2 separate regions of the Rattus norvegicus genome follow, and region 2 is linked to region 1. Evidence: chromatin contacts called from public Hi-C data. All regions are on one chromosome and are shown on one strand. The core of a region is the stretch at or near the end of the contact, and the rest is flanking DNA. Distances in the headings are between cores, read along the strand shown. Region 1 overlaps Dlgap1 (DLG associated protein 1). Region 2 overlaps LOC120094777 (a long non-coding RNA gene).

Region 1 (5,105 bases), core at 1,832-4,331:
ATGTGGGGACAGACGTGAGTTCCGGCATCACAGAGGATGCAAAGGAAGGATAAACAAGCAGAAGCCTGTCCTGGAAGCTCACAGATACAAATTAAGAAACCCGTTTGAGTGGATATGATCTCAAAATAAGCATCTGTAGGATGGTGATTACATTGAAATGCTGCTCTCATTCTTCTGCAAGTTGCTTTCAGAGAAACAAACCCAGTGCCTGTAACACAGGCCCCAGGGCTGTGAGATCACGAAGGCGCCAGCGAGGTCTCAGAGCCATACATATATTTCAGAATCTCAGAGATGGAGTGAGGTGACTTCAACGCCTCAGCTAACTCACTGCCTAGTAGTTGGTGGTGCTCAGTGATGCTAATGAGGGCAGTTAGTAGCCGTGGTTGGCTTGTCAATGACGGCAAGATAGGAGAGGTGATAATGGTAGAGGTGGAGATGGTGGAGGTGATGGAGGTGGAGATGATGGAGATGGAGATGGTTGCGATGATGGAGGTTGATTTGGTAGTTATGTTTACAGCGGCAGTGGAGGTAAAGGTAGGTGGTGGACATGGAGATGGGAGCTATGAAGATGGTGGTGGAGGTGCTGATGGCTGAAACGATAGCAGTGGTGCTGATGGTGAGGTGGACGAGGTGACATGACACTGGCAAGGTTAGAGTCAGTCATCTTCACGTTAGCATCTTCCTCTCGTGCACAGCAGCAAACTGCAGCAATGACATTTCCACCTTCGCTGCTTAGTTAGAATAGCTGTCTGCTCTGCGTATCCTAGCAACTGGTGTTTTCCATCAATTCCTTCTCCTAAAGAGCAACATTGTTAAGGTGGCCAACAGAAACAGTATTCCAACAGAATGCGCAGGTCATTAAGGGCAAGAGAAACGTAAATGAAGAATTGTAACTATGAAGGCTGAAGCAAGAAGGTCGTAAGTTCAAGGCCAACCTGAGCTACAATAGAGAAATCCAGGCCAGCCCAAGTGATACACTGAGGCTCCGTCTCAAAACTGGGAGAGGAAGAGACAGAAAGGGAATGGAAGGAGAGAAAAATGTTAATTCCATGTACTGAGGACTCTGATCGAGATAGCCAAGCGTAAAGCGACACGGTGGAGAGACACTGCTGTCACTGGTTTGGATTGGGAATGTCCATCTGTCAAAAACTGGGAGTAAAGGGTTCGTGGGCAAAGTAAAGATGGGGTTTCCCCAGGCACCTACAAGGCAGTGAAGCGCCTAAGTGCCGCGCATCTGTGGAGGGAAGCATCTGACCGCAGAAGAGGGTCATCAGGGAAGCAATGAAGCCAAGGCTGGCTCAGGCTGAACTGGGTCTTAAACTCCATCCTTTGGGCCGAACTCTTAGATTTTTTTCACACAAGGAGACTCTCAAGGAAAGGTGAAAGACAGTTAGGATTGCCAGTGGGAATCTGCTGAGGGTGGCTGGAAAAGGAGAGGAGGATGTGAGGTCAGATGCAAGAATCCAGCAGGGCAGGTTGGGGGAGGGGGAGCTCCAGAGAAAGGACTGGCTGCAGCGAGAAGGGGCTCCCGCAGCACCTCAGTGTGGAGCTGCTAGATGACTTGCTAGATGTAGACCATGAGCTTCCAGTGGAAAACAGCTGGAACGGAGCCAAGAGAGTGAAGCGGGGGAGGGGGGGTGTTAGCGGGGAGCTGGAGGGATGTTCGCTCAGCAGTTAGAGCTGGCTACTCTTCCATTTGTGGCACATCACAACTCCAATTCTAAGGGATCTGATGCTCTCTTCTGACCACTATGGGCAGTGGGCACCCACACGGTGCATTGATACATGCCAGCAAAACACCCATACGCCTAAAATAAAATGTAAAAGGAAGGAGGGGGGGAGGGACGGAGGGAAGGAAAGAAGGAAGGAAGGGAGGGAGGAAGGAAGGAAGGAAAATGCTCTAAAGAAGATAGATGTTTAGCAATGTGCAGAATCTAACTAAAGTTTTAATTACTCCCTGGTGCAGTGGGATTCTCATTAGCTTTTAAGAAAGGAAAATGAACTGGGTGGTGGTTGTGCATGCTTTAATCCCATCACTCAGGAGACAGAGTCAGGCAGATCTCTGAGTTTGAGGCCCGCTGGTCTACAGAGTGAGTCCCAGGACAGAGGAAGTGAGGAGAGGGGAGAGAGAAGGGAGAGAAGGGGGGAGAGAGAAGACAGAAAGAGGAGAGGGAGGAAGAGAGAGGGGAGAGAGATAATATAATTTCAGTTCTAGTGGGATCCAATTCCTCCTTCTGACCCATATGGCACCAGGCATGTACATCATACATACATACATACATACATACATACATACATACATGCATGCATACATACATACAAGCAGAACAATCACAGAAATAAAAATAAATTCCTTTTTTAAATTTTAAGTCTTTCAGAAAAGCACAGGGTCTTTTTTAATTCTTTTATTATTTTTTTATTTATTACTTGTTTATTTCCTTCATGGCTGCCCCCCTCCATTGCTACTCTAACATGGGTTGGCGGGGGAGAGGTTCCTTCTCCTACAATAAGTAAAATTGGAGTCACTTCTTGAGTTCAGCAAAGAGGCTACATGATCCCAGAGTTTAGAGAATTATTCTTGTTGCTCCACTAGGAACCGACTGGTCTGAGTGTTAAGATAAAAGCCCTTAAAATAGATTCTAAAAGTGGGATGACTTCATTAATTCTATATTTGTTCCAGTTCCCTTACATCAGACTTCCTTCCGTCCTGCATGAGCGTGGGGGAGAAAATATCTGTTGAAAAAGCAAGCTCGAGAGTAGTGCATGCCTTCAATCCCAGCACTCAGGAGGCAGACAGGCCAGCCCACATAGTGAGTTCCAGGTTAGTCAGAGCTACATAGTGAGACCTTTTCCCGAAAGAAGGAAAAAGAAAAAGTAAATAAAATGGAAAATAAATTCAAAACCTGTTAAATCTGCTTTCTCGGGCTCCTTGTGTGGCTCAGTTTACCTAGAAAAAAACGGCAAAAAAGAAAATAGTTGGCTGTGTCTCCAGCTCAAATAATCAGTTTCCATGAGGTGGGTCGTCTTTTCAGCTAGACGCAGCCAAGCAACGGGAACACGTGACCTGCCAGCTGGCGCGTTTCTTCCGTTCTTTACCAAGCGATCTCTCGAACTGAGTTGGCGTTCCATTACTGTAGCAAATATCTGAGATGAGTCAACGTAAAAAGAAGTAAGGTTGAGTCGGGATTTGAAGGTCTTTTAGGCCTGTAGGGAGGCAGCACATCCTATAGTGGAGGAAACTTATTCACTTTGTGGAGGGCATGAGGAGGGAGAGAGGGAGAGAGGGAAGGGGAGGGGAGTGGGAGAGATCCCAACATCACCTTCGAGGGCATGCATGCCATCCTATCCAGGATTACTATTGCTGTGACAAAACACCATGACCAAAAGCAACTTGGTGGGGCGGTGGTTACTCATGGTTCCATGTAACAAGTAGTAAGGACAGTAACTCAAGCAGGGCAGGAACCTAGACGCAGAAGCTAATGCAGAGGCCGTGGAGGGGTGCTGCTCACAGGTTTGCTAAACACGGCTTCCTCAGCCTGATTTCTTGTAGAACCCAGGATCACCAGCCCAGGGGTGGCACCACTCACCGTGGGTTAGGTTCTCTCCCATCAATCACTATTAAGAAAATGCCCTACAGTCGGGTATTATGGAAGCATTTTCTCAATTGAAATTCCCTCCTTTCAGATAACTCCAGCTTATATCAAGTTGACATAAAACTATCCAGCACACACCTCTTCCTCAAAGATGTAAATCCTTCCACTGGGTCCCATTTCCTAAAGTTTTTACTATGTCTCAACAGTGTTCTAGACTAGGACAAAGCCTAGGGCTTCGTGGGGACAATTATGCGAACATAGCATGCACCCACCATGAACCAGTCACCGAGGGCATTGCCACATCAGGAAGGCTTCTGTGTAATGTATAGTCAAGTGTTCCTCATGTGACAGGGACTCTGGATATTGGAACTAAGAAACATTGTGATTCTCATGTACCTGTGAGCTGTGAGGGCAGAGAAAATGAATTTTTTCTTCCTCCTGGAGTTCCGGGGACAGGAAGGAGAATAAAGAGTAAAGGGCCTTTAGAGTGGTTCAGAATTGTTGAACATAGAGGTTGGCTAGGAAGGAAGGGAGCCTAGAGGGTTGAAAGGTGTCCAAGACAAATCCCAGCTCAGGAAAGCCAACATCTGGTCAGTGGCTTCACAGATACAGAAAGAAGAATGGGGCCATTACACTGTTTCTGTCAGGTCACGCGGGTGTTCTTACTAAGCTGATCTCACTAAGATATGAAAAAACTAATGTCCATTGGTTTATGATGAAAACAAGAACATTCCACCTACATGATAGCTGTCAGATATCAAGAGAAGGTTTGTATAAACATGTATCATCAGAAACGTGACTTACTTCTGTAAATGCTGAGATTTAAATTTCTCAGGAACCGGAAAGATGGCTCATCCTTTGAACACGTGTTGCTCTTCCAGATGACCTGAGTTCAATTCCCAGCACCCACATCACCCCTCACAACATAACTCCATTCCTAAGGGATCCTCTCCTGGCCTCCTTAGGCAGAATTAATTTTTAAAATTAATTGCTTAGAAATTTCTCAAGAGGAACTCTCCTCCATTGTTGGTGGGATTGCAGACTGGTACAACCATTCTGGAAATCAGTCTGGAGGTTCCTCAGAAAATTGGACATTGAACTACCTGAGGACCCAGCTATACCTCTCTTGGGCATATACCCAAAAGATGCCCCAACATATAACAAAGACACGTGCTCCAACATGTTCATAGCAGCCTTATTTATAATAGCCAGAAGCTGGAAAGAACCCAGATGCCCTTCAACAGAGGAATGGATACAGAAAATGTGGTACATCTACACAATGGAATATTACTCAGCTATCAAAAACAATGACTTTATGAAATTCACAGACAAATGGATGGAACTGGAAAATATCATCCTGAGTGAGGTAACCCAATCACACAAAAACACACATGGTATGCACTCATTGATAAGTAGATATTAGCCCAAATGTTCAAATTACCCTAGATGCACAGAACACATGAAAATCAAGAAGGATGACCAAAATGCGAATGCTTCACTCCTTCTTTAAAA
Region 2 (5,667 bases), core at 918-3,417, 270 kb after region 1:
GACAGCCAAGGATACACAGTGAAACCTTGTCTTGAAGACAAATAAAAAGCAACAAGAAGAAAAGAAGAATTAACATAGGCTCAAAAGTTGTAAAAAAAAAAAAAAAACAAAACCCTTTTTATGTAACTCAAATGTGAAATTTAAGGGCAATTTCTTCTTCATCATCTTCTTCATCATCACCATCATCACCATAAGTCAGCAGCTCTGCGGTTGGGTAGGCAAGCCAGTCCCACCTCTGATAGACTGAGAAAACAGAGAACACAGAGGCCAAGAGACCAATGAAGAGCTTGGAGTAGGAGTTCTGCTACAACTGGCTGTGACATTGCAAGGGAGAGCAGGGGGCACTGGGTCATTAGTCTCATCTGAGAAGTGGGAGTTGCTTTCCTAAAATGCCTTTTAGCAAACAGACTCCCGCTCCCAACTATGAACAGACTACCGCAGACATTTCCAAACCTGTGGCTATTGTGGAAACTTGATCTGTGGCTTTATGTTACATTCTGGTCCAGTTCTTAGGGTTGCCAAGGTAACTGACCAGCACGGAGGCCAACAATGGAACTTCCGGAGGAAATAGGTGTCATTCTCCAGCAAGCAGATTTTCAAGAGTAGCTTTGACAGCCTCCTGGGGTGTTACACATTGCAACTCAATAACAGCTGTCTTTCACACTGATAAACTAGGACAACAGCAATTGACACTACATTGCTCTGGGCAAAAAAGTAGCTTCTTTCTCTCTCTCTCTCTCTCTCTCTCTCTCTCTCTCTCTCTCTCTCTCTCTGTGTGTGTGTGTGTGTGTGTGTGTGTGTGTGTGTGTGTGTGCCTGCACACAGTGCATGGAAAAAGGTTATTTCCATGCAAGCAAAGCATGGGAAAAGGTTATCTGGGAATCTATAGTCAGCCCCTTACACGAGCTGAAGTCCGTTTGCACTGAGGTGATTAGGAAAGAGCAGTGTAGGGAAGCGTCCGGATGTATTTTCACGGAGTCCAGGAGAGGAAACAGATTTCATCATACTCCTTTGGAAGGGGGATCTGAAAGGAAGCATTGTGCCCTGAGAACCCAAGACAGCAGACGCAGGACTGGAGGGATTAGGACTTCCTGAAGGTATGTCCAAAATGATTTCTCATATTTAAACATGAACATGCCTATTCATATGCATTCCACAGAATATTTCCATCCCCACCCCACCCCCCAGCCAAACACTTTCAGGTCTTTTATTCATTTGGTATTTTTCTGGCATTATTCTAATGATATTTCCAGGAGATGGGGAGTTGGGGGAGGAAATAGCAATAAAAAGAAGCTGTCTTACAAGCTATTTGTGTTGTCTTGAGACATTTAGGTTGGATGACTTGTTAGAGTACATTGCATAGAGCTATTAAACAGATGCTGCTCGAATTTTTTGAGGCAGAAAAATAAGGCATAATTTTACAACACAATTTCACACACATCTACCGGCTTGTGGTCTCTGCGATAGATGTGATAATGGCAAGAATGATAAAGACTTGCTCACATGTTCACATGACCATGGGACCAGAAGTGAATGAGGTGGGACCTGCCTGCCAGCCCAAGGAAACTGGGAGATTTAAGGTCAGGGGATAGTTTGAGCCCAGGATTCTCAAAGACTGCAGAGCTGGATTCTGGAACTTTCTAATCACTTAACAAATATTTATACATGAATTGATGGTGGATGAATGGAAGGAAGGAGGAAGGAAAGAAAGAGTTAGGGAGGAGGAAGAGGGAGTGAGGAGGAAGAGGGAGTGAGGAGGAAGAGGGAGTGAGGAGGAAGAGGGAGGGAGGAGGAAGAGGGAGGGAGGAGGAAGAGGTAGGGAGGAGGAAGAGGGAGTGAGGAGGAAGAGGGAGGGAGGAGGAAGAGGGAGTGAGGAGGAAGAGGGAGGGAGGAGGAAGAGGGAGTGAGGAGGAAGAGGGAGGGAGGAGAAGGGAGGAGGAAGGACAGGGAGGGGGACGGAGGAGATAGGCACTTGCTATGAGTTCTCATAAAAATCAAATCCCAGAAACTGCTCCCTAAATCTGGAATGCAGAGACGCATGAATTTCCTGTAGGGACTTTGCATGAAATTGTCCTCTAAAGAGCTCTTGACAAAGTGGGGCCAGTGCTCTGAAGTCAGACTGCGCGCTACTCTACAGTTTAAGCTCCTTAGGGAATGGTTTACTACAGTACCAAGAATAATAGTGACACCTAGTGACACTTCCAGTTATCGTCTCTAAACAACTGCGCTTGACAACTGTGTTTTGGTTTTTGGTTTTAAAGGAAAGCTCCACTGAGACCAAGTACAAAGGCGACAAGTGTATTCTGTGACCGCCACCATCTTTTCAACCCGAGAAGTCTTTCTTCAAAACTGTAGTATGTGGGCCAGCCTGGTCTATTTACAGAGTGAATTCCAGGACAGCGGCACCACACAGAGAAACCCTGTCTTGAAGAAAAAAACAAAAAATGAAACAAACTAACAACAAAAGAAAAGAAAAAACTTCAATCTGTAATAAACTTCCACATCCTCTTTCAGTTTCTGAGTGACACTCTCTCGGGATCTCTCCGCCCTAAGTTCTTCAACAGTTTCTACATTCAGATTCCAAGGCTTGTGCTCATACATAATGCATAACATTTTTAAAAAATTTAGTATTACTTACCAGTTTGGGTGTTTCGTCTGCATGTTTGCCTGTTCACCATTTACGTACCTGGTGCCCTAGGAGGCCGGAAGCGGGAGTTGGATCACCTGGAACTGGAGTTATGGCGGTTATGAGGCTCCCTTCATGGTGTGCTGGGAAGTCAAACCTGCAGCCTCTGTATGAGCAGCAAGTGGTCTTAACAAGGAGCCATCTCTCCAGCCCCTGTAAGGCATAACATGATAACTTATCACGCTAAACAGTAATACATGCATGGATCATGCTAAGAGCTCGGACACGTCATGAGCACCTTACTGGGTCGTGCTGCCAGATCACGGAAGGCGGGGGCGAGCTGAGGGTTGCTCTGAAGAATGCCTGAGAAGCATTCTAGGAAAGATCTGAGTTCAGGAAAAGGGGTTAAAGGTCCATACTGAGCCCAGGGCAGCTTTTGCCCCAGGCTGCCACCTATTCCTCCCTGAGAGATTTTATCAGTGCAAGATAATTTCTGTCTGTCATAGTTTTTCTCCCTGAAGCCTTCCAAAACCTCCTGTTCCTTCTCAATCCTCAGCCCCTGTTCAGATTAAGGTGGCACCGCCTGGCCTTGAGTCTCCTGCAGGGAGACTGCAGATACGTTTGTACAATTTTCCTTTTCTTTGTCTATTGTCAGTCTAGCCCAGTGTCCTGGCTGGTTTTATGATACAAGGTGGTCATTGAGGAGGGAGCCTCAATTGAGAAAATGCCTCTATAAGATCACGTTGTAGCAAGCCTGTAGGGCCTTTTCTTAATGAGTGATCCATGGGAGAGAACCCAGCCCATTGGTGGGTGTTGCCACACCTGAGTTTTCATCCTAAGTTTATAAGTAGGCTGAGCAAGCCATGATAAGCAAGTCAGTAAGCAGCAGCCCTCCACGGCCTCTGCATCAGCTCCTGCCTCCATGTTCCTGCCCTGCTTGAGTCCCGGACCTCATCACTTTTGACAATGAACTGTTATGTGGAACTGTGAGCAAAGTAAACCCTTTGCTCCCCGCGATGCTCTTTTGTCTTTAGAGTTTCATCACAGCAATAGAAACGCTGACTAAGACACCCAGCCACTCACGTTACTGAGCTCTCCACTTCCCTCTAACTGAAGAGCGTCTTTTTTTTTTTTTTTTTTTTTTTTTTTGGTTCTTTTTTTCAGAGCTGGGGACCGAACCCAGGGCCTTGCGCTTCCTAGGCAAGCGCTCTACCACCGAGCTAAATCCCCAACCCCGAAGAGCGAAGAGCGTCTTGATTAGACTGTAGGTCCCAACTGTTTAATCGGGAAGTTGTAGGCTTGATGTTTTTGTCAGGAAGGTCAGAAGCTAGATTCTGTCCAGCAAGCAGGATGACGTCTGTAGTTCAGTCTTCTTACCCAGAAGACGAGATGACAGTGCACACACTACCCAGGACAAAATGTAACGACGGAGGCTTCTATAACACACGACTGGTGTCTTCTCTGCTCATCACTTTCCTGGGCCACACCCACTGCGCTCAGACCACAGCCCCATGCTTACTAGCTAGCTGTGCTTCCCTGAGAAGCCACTCCTATTCCTCAATTCCTCTTCTGTACAAACTAAACCATAAAAATACCAGCCTCAGAGGGCAGCAGTGTATCATGCTTAGTACAGAGTGATACCAGAAATGTTGGGGTCCCTCCTTGGGGGCTCTCAGTTTCATTAATAAAAGGATTTAAGGGGCTGGAGAGATGGCTCAGTGGTTACGAGCACTGACTGCTCTTCCAAAGGTCCTGAGTTCAATTCCCAGCAACCACATGGTGGTTCACAACCCTCTGTAATGGGATCTGATACCCTCTTCTGGTGTGTCTGAAGACAGCTACAGTATATATAATAAATAAATAAATAAATAAATAAATAAATAAATAAATAAAAATTTTAAGAAGGATTTAAGAACAGATTCATAGGAGAGCTTAAAGGCAACTTTATTAGTTTAATATAAGAACCCAGGGAAAGCAGGCTGGTAAACCCCAGACAGCTGCCTGGAAGAGTCTAGAGAAGAGAAACCACATGAGTTCAGGCCACATGGAGATGAGTCCTGTGGAGGACAAGCAGCCACAGGGCAGAGGGGGCAGCTTTTGAGAAAGGGTAAGGAAGCCCCAGAAAAAGCACACTTGTGTTCTGGCCAGCATCCAAAGGGGAGACAGAAGAGAAGGAAAAGGAAAGGTTGTGTCTTCCTGAGAACCAGGGCCGAGGAAAAGCAGGCAGACCTGGCAGAGCCTAAGGACAGCTCAGCAGCAGCAGAGCAAGGGGATTCAGGACAGGAAAAGTACAGTATCTCACGGTATTTACCTCTTTAGCACAGCTTAGGGTGGGCCTGCCTTCCTGAGGGTTGGACCTTTGGCCAAAGGATTGACCTGTCCAACTGGATTAACTTCTGTTTGTGTCTGTGACAGGGTCTCACTGTGTAGCCCAGGTTTGCCCGGAAGGGACTATGTGGACCAAGCTGGCCTAGAACTTGAAGTGATCCTACTCTCTTTGCCTTTGACATCACCCCTGACTCTTTTCTTCTTGACACTTTGTATTTATGTGTCTATGTGTGCATATATCTACGGAGGCTGAAAGTGGGTATAAGGTCCCCTAAAGTTGGAGTTACAGGTAGTTGTGAACCACCACATGTTGTTGCTGGGGACTAGACCCCAATCCTCCACGAAAGCAGCAAGTCTCCAAACCATCTCTCCAGTACCCTGGACTAACTCTTAAGACAGGAGACAGTAAGTGGTAGTGGTGATCAGCTTTAATCCTAACACAAGGATGCAGATCCCTGAGTTCAAGGCCAGTCTGGTCTACAGAGCAATTTCTAGGACAGCCAGGGCTAGCTACAGAGAGAAATCATTTCAGAAAACCTTCCACTCACAAGGTAGTGGTAGTGGTAGCAGCTGGAGAGATGGCTCCATGGTTAAGAGCACTGTTTGTTCTTCCAGAGGACCCAGGTTCAATCCCAGCACCCACATGGCCCTCACATACATGCAGGCAGGCAAAACACCAACAATGTACCTAAAGTAAAACATTTAAAGTCATT

Evidence for each region. Hi-C and Micro-C count contacts between places; a contact is called where the count stands out from the background.
Region 2: a contact with region 1 is called in a Hi-C map of the A7r5 cell line, with 5 times the contacts expected there. The contact joins two enhancer-like sites. A contact is called at or near these places in 11 of 12 Hi-C or Micro-C datasets (the A7r5 cell line, the Rat2 cell line, Schwann cells and 6 more).

Annotation. Positions count from the first base shown.
Region 1 is chr9:118,043,835-118,048,939 of GRCr8, forward strand. All of the region lies in intron 6 of Dlgap1 (DLG associated protein 1), which reads left to right. It overlaps LOC102555426 (a long non-coding RNA gene), which reads right to left. Exons shown (of 7, transcript XR_010055090.1): 5 at 1-5,105. Among named protein-coding and RNA genes, the nearest start is that of Tgif1, 160 kb to the right of the region's middle. Within about 2 kb of position 3,082, at least 20 of the 93 cell types and tissues checked have an H3K27ac peak or open chromatin away from gene starts, as enhancers often do. A contact at or near this core is called in the A7r5 cell line, where this site is marked.
Region 2 is chr9:118,312,759-118,318,425 of GRCr8, forward strand. LOC120094777 (a long non-coding RNA gene) reads left to right here. Exons shown (of 3, transcript XR_010055098.1): 2 at 1-1,097; 3 at 2,262-3,644. Among named protein-coding and RNA genes, the nearest start is that of Myl12b, 19 kb to the right of the region's middle. Within about 2 kb of position 2,168, at least 11 of the 93 cell types and tissues checked have an H3K27ac peak or open chromatin away from gene starts, as enhancers often do. A contact at or near this core is called in the A7r5 cell line, where this site is marked.